Regions from separate parts of the Bombyx mori genome. Here region 1 is linked to region 2. Evidence: chromatin contacts called from public Hi-C data. All regions are on one chromosome and are shown on one strand. Each heading gives the region's core, a stretch centred on a gene start, on an enhancer-like site or on the middle of the called end of the contact. The rest is flanking DNA. Distances are from core to core; before and after follow the strand shown.

Region 1 (5,288 bases), core at 2,587-5,086, 340 kb before region 2:
GTCTATATAAATGATATCGAGCGGTGCAAGGCTATATTTGGTTTCAGAAATACTTCGCTTAATACGCGACATTTATCTTTGTAATTAATAATAATTGTAAATAGACATGCTCTGACAAAAACCGACTTCAAATAGAAAAAAAAAAGATATTCCAAACCAAATTAATATACACTAAAAACAATCATAACCGAATAATCATCGAAATCGGTTGGCGTGATATTGAGTTATTATTCATCTATATGTCGCGCACGTACTTAATGCAAATTTAAGACTTATTTTTAGACTTATATGGTTTTCTCATGGATACCATTATCAGAACTGGACTAAATTGAAATGGGACCACACGGGAAGCGTCAGTTTTCTAATAAAAAAAGAATCATGATAATCGATTCACCCAGTCAAAAGCTATGAGGTAACAGACATAAAAAAAACATACAGTCGAATTGAGAACCACCTCCTTTTTTGAAGTCGGTTAAAAATATGTTTCATTTGGTATTAGCATCAACAGTTCAAAGTTTTTGATTGAACGTCAAATAAGTTCACTCTATTCAAATAGTTGAAGAATTTTTTTGTTATAGTTTTTTTATTGCTTTGATGGGTGGACGAGCTCACGGCCAGTCTGGCGTTAAGTGGTTACTGGAGCCCATAGACATCTACAACGCAAATGCCGCCACCTATCTTGAGCAAGAGTTCTAAGGTCACAGATTAAACAGTACAACGGCTACCCCACCCTTTAAACCTAAACGCATTACTGCTTCACAAGCACAGACTCACAAGACGTCCTACCACCAGTATTATTTCCAGATTTCAAACATTAAATAGCTCTCCTTTATATAGTCTTTCACCCCTCGATATACATTTTAGATGCACATTATGTATATATGCTTCGTATTAAAAAAGTTAATTTCATTATAATTCATAGTAAAAATATAATATAATATAAGTAATGAAATCTCGCCTCCCAAAACTGAAACAAACACTCGTACGATTAGATTATACATAAATACATATAAATCATTGAACACGGATGATTAACTAGTTATTTCAAATGTGCAAAAAGATCTTCGGTGTAATTCATTTAGAATATAATAATATCGACGCTTGAAAGGCAAACGTGAATGATAGGCAATAACCATATTCGATGCGCAAAAAAAATATATTTCTAGGTCTATTAAAATCATTTCAATCCTACAGCTAGATTCGATAAAATAGAATTTTTTTCAGGTTTTTCAACTTTATATTAGTTTACTGTAAAGTTCACGCATTGTCGCTTAGTCACGTTTGCCTTTCAAGCGTCGATATAGTAATTCATACGCCATTCCAACATGTAGGTATTAAGTATCTCTTTACTAATAATTATCGTAAGTTTCTTGACATATTTGTAAAAATTCTTGACAAGTCTTCTTGGAATAAAATAAAATATTACTAATTTTATATGTATGTATGTCCTATGAAAATTCAGCTGGGTATAGTGACTTTCAAATTTATAGATTTCTGTCCAGACGCTGTTTGATTACAAAAAATGTAATGAAAAGTTGATATATGATTTTAAAACTTATACATAGTGTCGTATTTCAAAACTAATGATAACAAACTGTTAAAACTATATCAACTCTATTAATAGAACTAGTGGTCCCGTAGTACTTTGAGCATTTTTATGGTTCTATTGTCAAAGACTTATTATACTTCTATAATCACAGATTTCGCCAAGAGTACACTATAGACAAATAATATTAAAGACAAACAATGTTAATCTATTCTCAATTTGAGTCAAATACATGGTAGTGTGTGTGATGTGTTTTTTTAATTGATTTAATGTATTTTAATACATAATTATTGTGTGAGAAATTTCATACTTCTCAGTCCGCGCAATTTTCTTAAAAAAAGGGATCCAAACATTTTTGCTTCACGTATTAATTTATAGATATCGCGTTTCATGACGTCACTACGATTGCGTTATCAGTAAAGAGAGCTCAATCGTTATTAATATTGCAACACAAGGTCCCGCCAGCCCCCAGTAGCCGCTGACACATACCTGCAGTAGAGCCGGACCCAGTACTGGCACCAGGAATCCTTGGTACAGCAAGTCCAGAAGATGCTTCTTTATCGATGCGTGGGCTACCTAAAATATTAGAACACTCTATTTACAGGTAGTGTTCGTTGAACGATCGAAATTCGACCGTACTAACTGATATCATAAGGTTTAAATTAATTTTATGCATGACATTTCCTCTTTTGTTTTTGGTTACTTCGTAGGTACCTATGATAAATAAACCGGTTTATTCCAAATCAGTTTTGACTTTTTGACTGATTACACTTAAATTTCATCTACGGATACAAAACCAATTTAAAAAAATTATACCCAATTTCTAGTTTTATATTTTTTAAGTCCTAGGTGCGGGTAGGTACGTCCGGCTAAGTTTGCTAAAAGCGGTATTTTTAACGACGGAGCCTAGCTGTTACGCCAATGAGGAAAGCACATTATAATCTACTACCCACCTGCAGCTTTACTTGCATTTTAAATAGTGAACTCCCCGCCCCCTTCACATACCCCCCAGTTCAACACAGTTATTTCAAGTATTCCCATGAGGAATTTCATCAAAATCGGTACTAATTAAGCTAACTAAGCTTCATATTTGTATATTTACAAATATATTTATATGTTATTTGTGTATGTATATATGTATATATCAAAGCGACAGGTACACCGCGTGCAATTCGTTTCCAAATGGTTTTTGTCCATGTTGTCTGAAAGAGACCGCTCTTAGCGACAACACCGCCAATTGTACTTTTTTGTATTTAATATTCGTATAGTTTATTTATTTTGTATACAAAAAAGAATTCTCTCTCCCCCCTCCCCCCTCTCTCCATCTCTCTCTCTCTTTCTCTAACGAAGAAACAACAATACCTGTGCAACAGCGTTACAGAACTCGAGGGAGTCGATGAAGAGCGTCAGTTTGTGCACGTGGTTGACGTCATCAGAAGTCAGCCGGTAGACGCCCTCGTCCAGAGTCCGGGGCAGCAGCGAGTACAGCCCGCTCAGACCTGCAACGTTGCAAAACCACCATAGATAATACACATTTGTATTTTGAAGTCGTCGTGGCCTAAAGGATAAGACGTCCGGTGCATTCGTGTTGAGCGATGCACCGGTGTTCGAATCCCGCAGGCGGGTACCAATTTTTCTAATGAAATACGTACTCAACAAATGTTCGATTGATTTCCACGGTGAAGGAATAACATCGTGTAATAAAAATGAAACCCGCAAAATTATAATTTGCGTAATTACTAGTGGTAGGACCTCTTGAGAGTCCGCGCAGGTGGGTACCATCACCCCGCCTATTTCTGCCGTGAAGCAGTAATGCGTTTCGGTTTGAAGGGTGGGGCAGCCGTTGTAACTATACTTGAGACCTTAGAACTTATATCTCAAGGTGGGTGGCGCATTTACGTTGTAGATGTCTATGGGCTCCAGTAACCACTTAACACCAGGTGGGCTGTGAGCTCGTCCACCCGTGTAAGCAATAAAATAAAATAAAGCATTTCCAACGTAAATGCGCCACCCACCATGAGATATAAGTTCTAAGGTCTCAAGTATAGTTACAAGTATATATACGACTAGAGGAACATGTATTTGTAACCTCACGATTATTATTTCATTTTAAATAGGCCATGACGATTTCAAGTGACTACGATCAAATCAAATAGTCAATAATCCGTTTAGTAACGATGTCATAAACGATCGAAACGAGCATACCGGTGGCCAGGACGGGGCAGGTGTTGCCAGCCAACATGTAGTCCGCGAGCTGGTCACACCGGGCCGACATTTTCGCGCAGAGCAGTAACGCGTCGCGCGCTGCCGAGCCCGTCCTGCCCTCCCGGTGGACGGAGGACAGCAGCAGACGCACTAATATAAACCTGCAACGTAAACATACTGATAAAGACAAACGTGTCATAGACATTTACGAAGTTTGGGAGAGGCGTATGGTCAGGCGAAGTCTGTGGGCTATTAAAAAGAAAAAAACACGAGTAAGGTCTGTGCTATAAAATATCCAATGCCATGAACTTATCAATATTGCAATTCGAATGAAGAGCATCTTATAACAAACAAAATCATAAGTACGCATCTGAAAGGGGAATGCCCATTTCAGGCCCAAAGCGGACAATAGATTAGAGAAAAAATACTTAGTGCATTAATTTTGTCATAAATAAATATGCATTTACTTTCTTCCAAATAAGCGCCACTACAGTTTACAATAAGTAGTTTAAAAAAGTAACTCTATAGAATAAACAAGGTTTTTTATTTTTGCGGGAAAAATATTGCCAGCATCAAAACATTTTACGTATTAAGTAAACATTTTAAGTATATAAATAAAACATTTAAGTACTATCATTAATCAATCGACTTTAATAGATTATAAGCACATAAAATAACATCAAAGACCCATTACCCATACCCATTGGACTTTAACTTGTAACTATACTTGAGACCTTAGAACTTATATCTCAAGGTGGGTGGCGCATTTACGTTGTAGATGTCTGTGGGCTCCAGTAACCACTTAACACCAGGGTGGCTGTGAGCTCGTCCACCCATCTAAGCAATAAAAAAAACTTTACTAGTATTGTTATTTAAATATGTACAAATAAAACAAAAACATAAAAAATGAAAAATAATGTGTACTCGTAAAAAAAAAGGTTAAGAAATAAATCAATTAGGTATCGGTTATTTAAAAAAATAATCGATATATGAATTTCATGTAATTATTTTTCTTTATACTGACAACACTGAATTTAATCTGACCGACTGACACATCACAGTTCGCTTGCTGCTTGTTCTTGCGTTCAAAATGGATCTGTTTTGTTTTTTCTTCGATTTATTTTACTTTTATCAATAACGTTTCATACTACGACTGAAAAACATTGTGTGAATTGTGGTTTTAACCTGACCGGGATTTAAAACCGTGTATATGCTCTCCTGTGAAGTCTTGTGCTATTTTTAGATGATTTACTAATTGTGTATGAAGATGAAAAAAATATAGATATTTAAAAAAGTATGTGTGTTTTTTATACCCTAATAACTACAATTGGATAAAAATACATTAGGAACATCTTAAACATTAAGAAAAGAAAAGTTCTTGAAATCCGACATTTATTTATATAGAAAATTAACCTCAAAACGAATTTTTATTTTTATTATATTTTTTATAATAGTGGCGTCAATTTTAATATATTTTTAGCAACGGCTTAATAATTTAAAAAAATAAAAAAAATACAAAAGTGGGTAGGAACGATCG
Region 2 (5,965 bases), core at 632-3,131:
GGCGGGCGGCGCGGGACCGTTGTCGTGCTCCAGCGGCGCGGTGGGCGGCGGCATGGCGCCCTCCCCGCCCGCGCCCATCGGCCCCATGTGCCGCGCTCCCGCCTGCTGAAATCAACCACAAACACGGACATCAATGCGACATTCCCTTCCCGAGATCAAAACGTTACCGGAACGCCGGTTATCTTCTTCTTATCAACCCACAGACGTCCACTGCTGGACATAGGCCTCCCCCAAGCCTCGCCACAAAGACCGGTCCTGCGCTGCCTGTATTGATTGGACTGCGACATTGAAGTTTTTTTTTTTATTGCCCTTGTAGGCAGACGAGCATACGGCCCACCTGATGGTGAGTGGTTACCGTCGCTCATGGACTTCAGCAATGCCAGGGGCAGAGCCAAGCCGCTGCCTACCGCAGTGAAGTGAAGTGGCAGTGGACAGGACACATTGCTCGTAGAACGGATGACCGTTTAAGCCAGAAAGTTCTTGAGTTACCTTGAGCGGTGGATAATGCTGAGGCGGATGCGGCGGCGGCGGCCGGTATCCGTACGAGTAAGGATGATGGTTCCTGGCCGGCGGATATCCGTAGGGCGGTTGCGGGGGGTAGTGCGGCGCCTTGTACGCGGCGTGGTGCGGATAGGGCTGAGGCACCATGGCGCCCGGCGGCGGCCCGGCACCGGGCGTCGGCGCCCGCGCCTGTCCGCCTCCCTCGGGCATCGACGACGGCGTTCTCGGCGGCATCGCAACGTTCTGTGTACCTGAAATTTAAACGACTCTCATATTACTTTCTTATTATAACACGAACAATTAAAATTCAAATTAAGTTTCAATCTAAAACTATTACATGATCGCTCGATCGTTAAATCAATGTAATCGACATGATACGAAACACGTGCTCCATTAACAAAGTACACGCATCGAAAGCATTGTTTATGTTTGGGTTTTGCGGTTCGTAGTTACGTAGGTATCGGCGTGTTATCGAGAGCGGGAGTTCGCCGGTCGTCCCCGCACCGACACACGTAGAGGTACGATTTGAATAATACAGTTAACGAGAGTTAGCCTAAGCCGGGCCGCCGCCGGCCGGGCATCAATCGAGGGAGGAGAGAGACGCGCACCCGATCACTTTCGTTTTCTGTCGGCACGTGAGCGCGGCGTGCACCGCTAGTTCGCGAATTCTCACTGCACTTTATTGCATCCGTATATGTGTTCGTACGACATGCACGCAACGCGCATTGACCGAGGCCGAGATACGAGCCCCGGTGATTTGCGAGGACGAAAGTGGTATTGCAGCTTTTGTGCGAATCGATTCAGCTATATTTGCGCTAGTTTTACTTACAGCTCAAGTGGTTTAACTTTACGTGGGTACACGCAATAAAAGCATGATCGAATGACCGCGAGAAATTAACATTTTTTTGATAAAACTAAAAAAAAAAAAGAGCGCGTGTGAAGCTTTTTATTTTAATCTCATCAGCTGGTCACTATCGGGTTATTATAACATTACAACTACCTATACTACGGTACACATGTTAGTCTGTACAATCAGACGTTGGGCAGACGGCGAGGCGGCGATGATTCATTGATAACAATTTCGTGCCATACACACACCTATCTATATCCACATCTATTTGTTTACGGCGACCTTTAATGAGTGCAGCGCTGAGGTAATAATGAGGTCGTCCCGGTCCGGTCCACATACATACGTACGTACGACCAATGCTTCGTAAAAATAGCGCACGCGGAACGCAGAATGTTGGTATGCTATTAATGATGTGGGCGAGATTTCTATTTCTAGATCAAGGATAAACTTTCTCGTTCAATGTTTATCAATAAACAAAACAATGTGAACTATGAATAGAATCGTTTTCCGAGAATCTTTTTATATAGAGTGATTAGTAATCAATGAATGAATGTGTAATGAACAGAGGATAGACCATGTGCATAACAATTTCATTATACACATTCAAATTATATATTGAATTATGATAAACGTGTGTTTCTGTGTGTAGTTTGGTCAATGGACTTGTAACGTAACAAACAAGGAATTTCCTTAATTACTTATTTCGTTTAGTACTAAACGAATCAATTCACATTAGCAACACCTTATGTAAGTCAGACGTTATCAAAATCATAACTGAGCTGAACATCGATAAAATCAATTTAACGTTTACAAAATATATGAGCATAACGCATGGGTAGGTAGGTAAGAAGTATACGAACTCGTTTCGCGAATCTTATTCTCTAGACACGGATGATAAAGGCCAAGACACACTGAGTGTAATCGGTTCGAGCTTTAAAAGTATATTTTTTTTATATCATAATTAAGTATTGTATACACAGACGCATTAGAACGATAGTTACAGCGAAGGAACATTGTCCCTGTACAATGGATATTTCGACTACATCTCTCATACACATTCGCAATTGTGATGTGTATAAACTGAGACACTTAAAGACAACAAATAGGCCACGAGTACGTATAATACCATTACACCAGTACAGAATCTATACTAATATATAAATCTACAGTGGTTTTTACGGATGTTCCGTTATAACTACTGAACCGTGCATACGATTGACTTGAAACTTGGTACCCTTGTAGAAAATACATGTACTTAATGGACAGGCTAATATTTATATGAGTGTTGGACTCCCTACACGAGTTGCGGGGGCGTTAATGATGAGAATCTTTGTGGGGCTGAGAAATAATAATGTTAATTTTAAATGCCCAGCGAAGTGGACGGGTACAGCTAGTATATACATAATAACAATGAAACAAGAATGAACGTTATTCGTATTGAGGCAACCGTGCACCAATATCGACAGTGGTCTAAACTGGCTCTGTCAAGGGCAGCGCCCGTCACCAACGTCGGACCGCGTGTCCTTTACGGAGACCGAGGCCTTAGCATTCTCATTACAATTAATGTCAATTAAACGTTAAAAAAAATCCTACATTCACATCTACACCTTTGCAACTTTCGAAATGTTAAATTGTGAACATAAACAACAACAACAAAACTAGTATTTTCTTCACTTAACCAAAATAATGATTTACGCAATGTTTTTATGAAAATATATTTACTGGTGGTAAGACATCTTGTGAGTCCGCACGGGTAGGTACCACCACTCTGACTATTTCTGCCGTGAAGCAGTTATGCGTTTCGGTTTGAAGAGTGGGGCAGCCGTTGTAACTATACTGAGATCTTAGAACTTATATCTCAAGGTGGGTGGCGCATTTACGTTGTAGATGTCTATGGGCTCCAGTAACCAACTAACATCAGGTGGGCTGTGAGCTCGTCCACCCATCTAAGCAATAAAAAAAATAAAAAATAGAATTAAGAGTCATGAACATTATTGCAAAGATCACACAGGATGTTCGTGAATACCGTCGGTTGGCTGGGGTTTCTGGGAAACAGACCTCAACGCCCACACGCCGAGTGACTGAACTCCGCAAATTACTTCTCACCGGCTAATAAGCTTAAGGCTTGGCGATATTTTAATCGACTTCGACGGCCTTTGCTCGAATTATAGGACCGATAAAAATCTAAAATCGGTGATTCAGATATACGTCTGTGAAAGTATCGTATTTTTTTAAAGTATGAAAAATAACAGACAGATTTCTTGTATCCGTTCGATAATAAAAGTTAATCTAATTCGATGCCTTTTAGAAAAAAAATTGTTAACATATTATTAGTCTCCCGTCATCCTAGAGAGACACACGATATTTTTCAGTATTATTATATCTGTGTTCGTGTACAAATGACTAGAACACTTATCATTATCCTGTAAGAAAAATGGGCTACCTTACTTTGACTGCAATTATCGAACATCTAGGCAATAAAAAATAAAAAAATAAAAACATATTTTTATTAATATTCGACATTATGCGCTTACTGAAGCTTATGTAATTAGAAATTCGGATAGGCAAATAAAAATATAAGTTCTAAAAATGAATCGCATTACTATTTAAACTCTATATTTAATTCAAACTGTTTAAAAAGCAATTAGCTTAAATATGTCAATAAGGTTGGTAAGCCTAATTGATATAGATAACAAGTACTTGAATAGGAAAATTTGAGTCCATTGATCTCATAATCGTTACTCAATAAAGATACTCGGAGACATCATTATGTAATCTATATTCATTACTAGCTGACCCGGCAGACTTCGTAGTGCCTCAATCGATAAATAAAAGACCTAAGCTTTTGTATAAAACAAACTTTAACAAAAACAAAAGGCATCCATCCGACGGGTGACACACCAAAGGAAAAACAAAATTGTTATTTTTATTTAATTCCGACCATTTTCATATTTATCTAAATTTTAAACCTTTTCTGGACTTCTACAGATAATTCAAGACCAAAATTAGCCAAATAGGTCCAGCCTTTCTCGAGTTTTAGCGAGACTAACGAACAGCAATTCCTTTTTATATATATAGATAGATAGAAGATAGATAAAATTCCTCTACCTATTCGCTGGTAGCCTAAGAGATTATTCCAGCTACGCCCGCCCGGATGGGTAGGTGAGCTCACGGGCTCGACCTGAGAGAATTTGCTAACATTAGCCTTAGTAAGAGCAGTGCTTCGCAGAATCTACCACCGGATCGGAATCGCGACCCACTGAGAAGATCCGGCGAGGACGTTTTCAATACACCAACACGCTTCGCAAATATTTAACATTTAATCAATTCACACCCAACGGAGACTACATCCATTTACGGACGTTACCATTAAACTAGCTAATGTCAAAGTCACGTTGCCACGAGCGAACCGATTAGTAGGCACGGTTCTTATTAGATTAGTGTGACTCGGGTAAATGCCACTCATCTATACTTACAGGGCGAATGGGAAGCTAAAACGGCAATTATTTACTATCTATTGATCATCATAATCTCATCTATGTTTAACCAATTAATTCTCAAAAGCCTATTTCATTAATTGGAATTAACCAACTAAATTAAGCCATCTTAAGTTTCAATAAATCTACTGTTTGTGTATTATGAGAATTGTGAAAAAACCTTTACATTTCTCGGCACCAAAATACAGAGGATATAAATTTTCGCAAAAAAAAAAAACACATTTTGGATACTATCATATCGATTTTCTATTCTGGTCTTACATATTCTTTAGACTGTTCCTTATGTTCAGTATTCACAGAAATCTTACTCTAAGAGTAGACGCCTAGAAATTCATAATCTTTTTTTAATCCGTTCCAATTTCGAGCAATAAATCTGAAAATTTGAAACCATGGAATGCCGAATTTCATATTCTTTTTATGGTTTTCTAATATCAATGTTGAAGGTGATGGAGATCAGAATAAAACCACATTCCTTGACTACAAAGTATCGTAGTAACCAATATGAGCTGACCTCACATTTGCGCCTACGAAACCGCTAACAAACATTGTTAGACATAATATAATTTTTACGATATCCGTCGCTAAAAGCTATTTCATTACTCATGCTATCCGGTTGTTGATGTTCTTTAAGAAATACGAATTTTCCACGTTTCGCAAAACGGGTTCTCAAACGGTGTAGTAGTCAGAGTTTCTTGTTGGCAAATCCTAAGTGAGTCAGACACTGACTAACAAAGTGGAACCGAAGATACAATTTCCTTTATAAACCAGTACTAGGCACAGGTTAGCAGAGTTTATACTTGCGTCGAAGTGAGACAATAATATAATAGTTCCCAAACACGAGTCGTTATACAAACACAGCCCAGACAATGGCGTTAATAAGAGCGGCCTAGTTGAGAGCGTACGGGCGACGCGGCTACAGTGGGTTTATAAAGTCGTTTAGTTAAATGTAGTAGTAGTAACATTGCAGACGCTGCGGCAGAATTATACTCCATTCGACATTATCTTAGGACACGATGCGATTAAATACGTGAATAGATCCTCTGATATTAGATATTTTAAAAAAATTATGCAAATTTTGTTGGGCTTTCGGGAGTCTTATACCTATTACGGTTTAATC

Evidence for each region. A called contact is a pair of places that touch in the nucleus more often than the background predicts.
Region 1: a Hi-C map of posterior silk gland shows a contact between it and region 2, with 3 times the contacts expected there. The contact joins two enhancer-like sites. A contact is called at or near these places in 2 of 7 Hi-C or Micro-C datasets (middle silk gland and posterior silk gland).

The regions. Positions count from the first base shown.
Region 1 is chr7:9,604,134-9,609,421 of ASM3026992v2, reverse strand. It overlaps LOC101744116 (FHIP family protein GF15501), which reads right to left. Exons shown (of 16, transcript XM_038012092.2): 7 at 3,752-3,912; 8 at 2,909-3,045; 9 at 2,036-2,122. Among protein-coding and RNA genes, the nearest start is that of STIP, 20 kb to the left of the region's middle. Within about 2 kb of position 3,836, at least 3 of the 8 cell types and tissues checked have open chromatin away from gene starts, as enhancers often do.
Region 2 is chr7:9,257,242-9,263,206 of ASM3026992v2, reverse strand. LOC101745976 (trithorax group protein osa) reads right to left here. Exons shown (of 20, transcript XM_038011947.2): 6 at 490-752; 7 at 1-102. Among protein-coding and RNA genes, the nearest start is that of LOC101737552, 21 kb to the left of the region's middle. Within about 2 kb of position 1,881, at least 8 of the 8 cell types and tissues checked have open chromatin away from gene starts, as enhancers often do.